Regions from separate parts of the Mus musculus genome. Here region 2 is linked to region 1. A link is a contact called in public Hi-C data. All regions are on one chromosome and are shown on one strand. Each heading gives the region's core, a stretch centred on a gene start, on an enhancer-like site or on the middle of the called end of the contact. The rest is flanking DNA. Distances are from core to core; before and after follow the strand shown.

What was found. Hi-C and Micro-C count contacts between places; a contact is called where the count stands out from the background.
Region 2: a Hi-C map of cerebral cortex shows a contact between it and region 1, with 1.8 times the contacts expected there. The contact joins two enhancer-like sites. A contact is called at or near these places in 6 of 484 Hi-C or Micro-C datasets (cardiomyocytes, cerebral cortex and embryonic stem cells), 2 of 115 datasets of contacts at active chromatin or transcription factors (both in embryonic stem cells) and 1 of 9 other capture datasets (embryonic stem cells).

What each region holds. Positions count from the first base shown.
Region 1 is chr5:133,480,293-133,483,867 of GRCm38.p6, reverse strand. No RefSeq gene overlaps it. Among named protein-coding and RNA genes, the nearest start is that of Gm36667, 120 kb to the left of the region's middle. Within about 2 kb of position 1,442, at least 33 of the 459 cell types and tissues checked have an H3K27ac peak or open chromatin away from gene starts, as enhancers often do. A contact at or near this core is called in cerebral cortex, where this site is marked.
Region 2 is chr5:134,012,736-134,016,497 of GRCm38.p6, reverse strand. No RefSeq gene overlaps it. Among named protein-coding and RNA genes, the nearest start is that of Gm40340, 36 kb to the left of the region's middle. Within about 2 kb of position 1,572, at least 82 of the 459 cell types and tissues checked have an H3K27ac peak or open chromatin away from gene starts, as enhancers often do. A contact at or near this core is called in cerebral cortex, where this site is marked.

The sequences.
Region 1 (3,575 bases), core at 193-2,692:
TTGGAGTGGATCCATTGCCTGCCTGCTGACCACATAAAAATAGCATCTAGTTGAACTCAAACCTCAATTGTCCCTTCACATGAGCTACAAGCGAAAGAGTTCTTTTTTGTGCATAAGTGTGTGTGTGTGTGTGTGATATGTGTAACATTGTGTGTGTGAGATTGTATGATATATTGTGTATATATGTGATATTGTGTATGTGATTGTGTGATATTAATGTGTGTGTGTGTAATTCTGTGATACTCTGTGTCTTTGTGTGTGTGTGTGTGTGTGTGTGTGTGTGTGTGTGTGTGTGTGTATACACCGAGGCTGTATGAGGTGAGAGAACAACCTCAAATGTTGGTTTTCATCTTCCACCTTGTCTGAGACAGAGTTCCTCATTCCCGACTACATATTGCTCACTAGCTGGCCTATGAGCTTCCAGCGACCCTCCTGTCTCTACCTCCCATCTCACAGTGGAAGCACCGAGATCACATACATGTGCTTCCACTCCCAGCTTTTTTGGGGGGATTTGGGGGATCCAAGCTCAGTTACACATGCTTAGGCAACAAACAACTCATTTACTGAGCTGTCTATCCCTTCTCCCCACCCCCTCGACCAATTAGCTGTGAAGCATCAGCCGAGTTACACACTCTGTTACAGTCTCAAGGACCCTGAAGACACTGGACTGTGCTCAGGAAGCTGTCCTGAAGGGCGATAACTGGTTAATTTAAGTCCCATGCAGGGTCTTAGGGAACAGTGCTACACGCAGGGCAAGGAGCATGTTGTGGAGGATGACTACAATAGAGCTCAGGTGGAAAGAGAGATTTGAAATTCCAATTTGCTTTATTCTACTAACAGACACTAACAACTCTGGCATTCAGGAACTTGTCTGTTTATACTAGCGTGGTAGCTGCAATGCTCCGAAAATCAACATGGCCTCAAATGTTGTCTTTCCTAATTGTTCCATGCTGGAAGCGATGTTTGACGTCTTAAAATACATGGACTGGCTAGCCTGCATGGACTTTTTCCGACATAAATAAATGCCACACACACCTTCCTATCCTCACCCAGCACTCTTTAGGCAATGAGATTGATTGCTCCCTATGGTGGCTATTACTGGCAAATGAACAGGGGTGGGGAGGTTTCTGAAACAGAGACCCCAGCTCTCTCAGTTTCTCTCTGCAGTTTCTACTGTTGTGGTTTCTTTTTTGGAAATAGAACTCCCACTGACATCAAAAAGAATCTTTCTCAAAGTGCCTGGGAACCGCAGGGCGGGCAGTGTGGTCTCCCAGCGGCAGACAATCAGTCCCAGATGCATTCATTGGCGATCAAATTGGGTTAAATGCCCCCCTTCCAAGCTGGCCTGAAAAAATTTGCCCAAACACAAGGTCTTTCATGCATCAGACCTCGAACGAAGGGCAAGCCTCAAAGCCTGGCCTAGTTCTAAATTTAGATAAGTAATTTTATCCGAGAGTGGAGCTGCGGAGTGAGGGTTGCTGGCGTTCCCTCTCTGAGTGCCTGTGGAGAAGTATTAGGTCTACATTTCTGTCTTGACAAGGTTTTTTTCCCCTCAGTCTTCTGAGGTGTCATGTGGATATTTCACTTCGAAAAGAGCAAAGAAATAGGAGGCCCGCTTAAAATGTCAAGTCACATGACTGGCAGGCGCCTGAAGTGATCTTTGTAACTCCCTTAGCTCCTAATTCCAGCAACAGTATATATGCTGTGACAACAGATTGGAGCAGACTGTTTGATTGCTAGGAGCTGGTTGAATGGCCCCATGGGCATGTCCTCATCTCAAAGAGAACTTGTTCTCTTGTGTCAATTTATATATGCTTAGGTACTACTGAAACAGAGACAGGGTGAAGTACTGTCAGTGTGTTTGTGTTTGTGACCACTCTTAAACATGTCTCTCTGTCTCTCTGTCTCTGTCTCTCTCTCTGTGTGTGTGTGTGTGTGTGTGTGTGTGTGTGTGTGTGTGTGTGTGTAAGTTGGGGATGTGTCTAGTACCATTCCTCAAGGGTCTGCTACCTTGTGCTTTGAGACAGGGGCTCTTACTGGGTTTCTCCAAGTAGACTAGGTTGGTTGTCCAGTTAGTCCCAGGGATCCCCCTGTGTCAATTACCACAGCACTTGTGTCCCACCAGGCTCATTTATTTCTTTTTAGCATGGCAACTGATGACCCTAGCTTGTGTTGAGTTGACAGGAAACTAGCCAGCACACCTACAGATAGCACCATGGTCTGGCACGAACCCATGGGTACATTGGGCTTTTTTGGGGGTGGGGGGAGGAGGCATCAAATTCCGATCCAGATGCTTGTGTAGTGACTGTTTCACTTTATACCTTAGGTTCCACTAAACATTTTAGACAAGTATAGATATCTCATAGATGCTTTAATGTGGATCTGAAATGCTCCCCCAAACCCATATGTACATGAACTGTTGCCAGATCAATGGTGCTATTTGTAAAGGTGCTTGGCTGGTTTTATGTCAACTTGATATAAGCCAGAGTCATCAGAGAGGAGAGAATGTCAACTGAGAAAATGCCTCCATTATGTCAGGCTGTAGGTAAGCCTGTAGGACATTAGTGATTGATGGGGGGAGGGCCCAGCCTATTGTGGGTGTGGCTACCCCTAGGCTGGTGGTCATGGGTTCTATAAGAATGCAGGCTAAGCAAGTCACAAGGTCCGTGGCCCCTACATCAGCTCCTGTCTCCACATTCCTCCCCTGCTTAGATCTAACTGTCCCGACTTCCATTGATGATGAACTAGAATATGGAATTGTGAGTGAAATCAACTCTTTCCTCCCCACGTTGCATGAAAGAGGTCATAGTGTTTCATCACAGTAAGGGTAACTCTAAGACTAGGTGATAGACTCTTATTTAAGAGTTTTGGGGCACAGTTGATGGGAAGTCAGATTATTAAGAGGGACCCATGAAGTTCATGGTAGAACTCCAGCACCTGCCTTCTTTCTCTATCATCTTCTTTCCTTCCCTTCTCTCTCTCTCTTTTTTTTTGTTCCCAGCCATCAAGTGGTGAACAGTCTTCTTTATTACATACTACCCCCTACATGGTATACTCTGCTATCACATATACACAAACACATATATGGCACACCTACAGAGACATCCATATGTAATGAAGTCACATACCTAAGTAAATATCAAGTATCCATGGGAATACAATCACTTACTTCTCTTGACTTATGGATGTTGTAAGGAAGGTATGATTAGCAATTGTCCATGTATTTTCCTAAGTTAAAAAATAAGACAAAGATAATATCAGGGATACAAATGCAGTGTAACTTAGTACTCATTTCCTCCTGCCTCTCCCATGTTCCCTACAATGTGCTCAAATTTATGGCTTCTTTGTTTTTGAACATATAAGTACAACCTGATGAGTCCATTTAATGTTGTTTGTGTGAACATGGTTTCAGTGCTGGTCACTTGGTATGGATAACTATTTAGGATATATAGGTATATAGGATTACCACTTCTCCATCCACGAGAAACACCAATTCTTCCTCTCCCAGCAGTCAATAGTTGCCTATAGTTTTTGGTCTAGGTGTTGGATCTTGTCAGATCCTCCCTTCACATTTG
Region 2 (3,762 bases), core at 323-2,822, 530 kb before region 1:
GTAGTCTTGGCAGGTCTTGAACTTGTGATCCTCCTATGTTAGTGTCCCTAAGTAGCTGGAATGATGAATTCCGAAGTCAGGGCAGATGAACAAGGAAAGCTCTTATTTAATGGATCTTACTCGGGTGATTCTTAGGCATAGTGAGCTGTGGTGAGAGTCCTGTTCTACATCCCAGTGGCTCAGGGATGTGGCCAGTGGTGGTAGACCACTGTGGTTTTCTCTAATACCTTTGGCCTGGTAATGAGGGAAGTCACATAATGCTGGTCACTCAGGGCCTTGGTGATACTCTTTGTGTGCCAAAGATTCGGAAAAGTGCCCTGCTACACCTGCATGTATATTAATTTTTCTTTTATTCCCACCTTCAGAGACATCCTTCGTCACTTACTATTTCTTTACATCTGTCTTTTGCATCTCTCATTTTTTATCTCCATCCACCTATCCATTCACCCATCCATCCATTCACACATCCACCCATTCATGTACCCACCCATCCATCCACCCATCCACTCATCCATGCATCCATGCATCCATCCACCCACCCATCCACTCATCCATCTATTATTCATTCATCGACCCACACATCCACCCACACATCCATCCATGCACCCACCCATCCATGCATACATGCATCCATCCACCCACCCACCCACTCATCCACCCCCCATCCACCCACCCACCCACCCATCCATGCACCCATCCATGCATGCATCCATCCATCTACCCATCCATGCACCCATGCATCCACCCACCCACCCATCCATCCACTTGTCTGTCTCTCTATCTGTCATCCTTTATCCATTTATCATCTTTCCATTCACCCTCCACCCTCACTGGTCTGCCCCTTTATTCAATGATGCATCATTCATTGGTCCAGCCACTTGCCCATTGATTGCTATAGAAGGAATTCAGGATGAAGACAAACCTCCAAGGAGCCGAGTTTCCCTGAGGTGGCACTAAAGTGGTCATAGATCACTCTTTAGAGTTGCCTTCCCTGGTGAGGGCTCAGTTTCCTTGTCCATAAAAAAAGGTGGAGTTGGGGCTGGAGAGTTAGCTAAGTGTTAAATAGCATTTGTTGCCCTTACAGCGGACCTGAGTTTGATTCTCAGTACCCACAAGGTGGGTCACAATGGTCTGTAACTCCAGCTCCAGGAGATCCAATACCCTCTTCTGACTTCCATAAACCTCAGGCACACATATATGCACATGCACACATGCAGGCAACAATCCATACACATAAAAATAAATAATTCTTAATAGTAAAAGGCTGAATTGAACCAGATGTCTCAAATGTCCCCATGAGTACGTGGCGCTTGGAACCCTCTTGGATCCTCTTTAGCGGAGACTCCAGGCTTTCTTTCCGGCTTGAGAACTGTTTTGCAGCCACAACTGGGTCTCTGGGGCAGCAGGGAAGCCAGAAGCCGAGAGGCCACCTGGCACCAGTGAGCGATGAGAACGGGAATGATTTGTGAGGCCATAGTGGAGGGTGGCAGGACTGGGGTTTCCCGGGGCGGCTGGCATACTCTGACATCTGCTATTTTTCACTTCAGTGTGACTGATTGGCTCCAGATGGGCCCCTGTAGACTGTTTTCAGCTGTGTTTGGAAGTGTGCCAACTGGCTGCGTCTTATCTTCGAGACCTCTCAGTGGTAGAGGACTTCATCCTAACTGCCAAAGCCAAGAGGCCAGTGGATGTTACAAGAGGACCCTGATTCCAAAGGACCCCTTGTTCCCCTGAGCAGCTTCCCTCAGTTCAAAGACACTCTTGCCCTGGGTTTTGCAGGGCTGGGGTGTGTGTGCTGTGCTCGGCAGAGCTGGATGATGGCAAAGCTCCCAGCTTGAGGGAGGCTGTTGCGTTAGGTCAGCCATTTCTCTGGGCTAATGCCTGTTTTTCTTCTGCAGCCTACAGGAAATCTGACCTCACTGAAGGGACTTGGGCAGTGGTCCTAGTCTCTAACATTTTTTTTTCTTTCACAGATCCTCTAGCTTCAATTGGCTCACAACCTTGGGGGACAAAAACCCATTTGCTTTCTGAGTCGTTCACAGAACAGTTTGGCAGAGGGAGAAAGACCCCTGGCCAGACATCAGGACACTGAGTGGAAACAGGAATTGGTAGTTTCCAGGCCAAGTGACTTTGGACTCTCTAGGACCTAAGTTTTCTCTATTGTAACTGAAGGCACTTTTTTGTTTCTTTCTGTATGCATGCTAACGAATCTCAGTGATCTACCTGCCTCTACCCTTCCATCCCTGGAGAACAAGTGTGTGCCCCTACACCTGGCTGGCTGCCTCCCTCCCTCCTTCCCTTCCTCATGTGTGTGTGTGTGTATGTGTGTGTGTGTGTGTGTGTGTGTGTGTGTGTGTGTGAGAGAGAGAGAGAGAGAGAGAGAGAGAGAGAGAGACTTTGTGTGTGTGTGTCTCCGTGTGTGTGAATGTGTGTATCTTGGTGTGTGTCTGTGTGTATGAGAGTATATATATATGTGTGTCTCTGTGAATGTGTTTGTGTGTGTGTGTCTATGTGTGTGAGAGAGACTGTGTATGTCTGTGTGTGTTCGAGTGTGTGTCTGAGTGTGTGAGTGCATCTCTGTGTGTGTGACAGAGTCTGTCTGCCTCTCTTTGTGTGTGTGTCTGTGTATGTGAGAGATTGTGTAGGTCTGCGTGTGTCTGAGTGTGTGTGAGAGTGTATCTCTCTCTCTCTGTATATAGCCCATGCCCATGTATGGAGGTCAGGGGACAACTTTGTGCAACTGTTTCTCAGCCTACACTTTTAATATGGGACATGGCTCTGGGCATGGGATTCAGGTCCCCTAGCTTGTAAGACAAGCCCTTAACTGACTGCCATTTCCCCAGCCCACTGTTCCCTTTCTGAAATCGATGATCCGTTTCCTGCAGAGTTGAACACTCCTGGTGTCTCTAGCTTCCTAAGGTGGAAACACAAGTAGAGGAGTGGGAAATGTTATGAAGATGCCATTTCAGGGCAGTGTCTCAGCTGTGACAATCCCAAATGTAAAGGTTTGAATGTGGAATGTTCTTAAGAGGTTCACATAATCTATACCGGGACTCCAGCTGGTGGCGCTGTACCCCTCCAGTTGGTGGCGCTGTTCTTGGAAGATTGTGGGAACGTTGGGAGCTGGAGCCTCACTGGAGGAAGTAGCTCGCTGGGCCGGGTGTGTGTGCAGAGTAGGCCTAGAGCTATTTTATCCTTGACTATTTCCAGTCTAACTTTCCACTTTCTAGGCATCTCTTCCATTCCATCTGCCTAGCGTTTATGGACTGAAACCCCTGAAACGGTGCATGCAGATAAATCCTTCCCCTTTAAGTTAGGTATCGAGCCACACTAACAAGTGACATTTGTCAAGCATATTTTCCCTACCCAGGGCCTTGACCTTGCAGGGCTGAGATGGAGGAGCCCACAGGGGTAGGTCACTGTGGTCTCTGTAGCATTTTTCTGCTTGGATAATAAAGTTAAGGGTCTTGGCTTTCATACTGGTTTCTCCTCTTAGTTTTACTAGATAGCTCGCCCCTCCAGGCTCCCCACCTGAGTCTATTTGGGTTACTATAACAAAGATACTATACGCTGGTTGACTTACTTGGCACTCTGGAGGCTGGGAAGCTCAATGTGCTGGTAGAGGTCATGTTTAGCGAGTATCCAATTTCTTGTTCATAAATGCGTGTCTTATTCTTCCTGTGACATAGACATAAGAGCTCTCTGGGGTCTCCATGCAAGGGCACAAAGGCCATTTGTGAGGAGTCCACCCTCACGACCTCT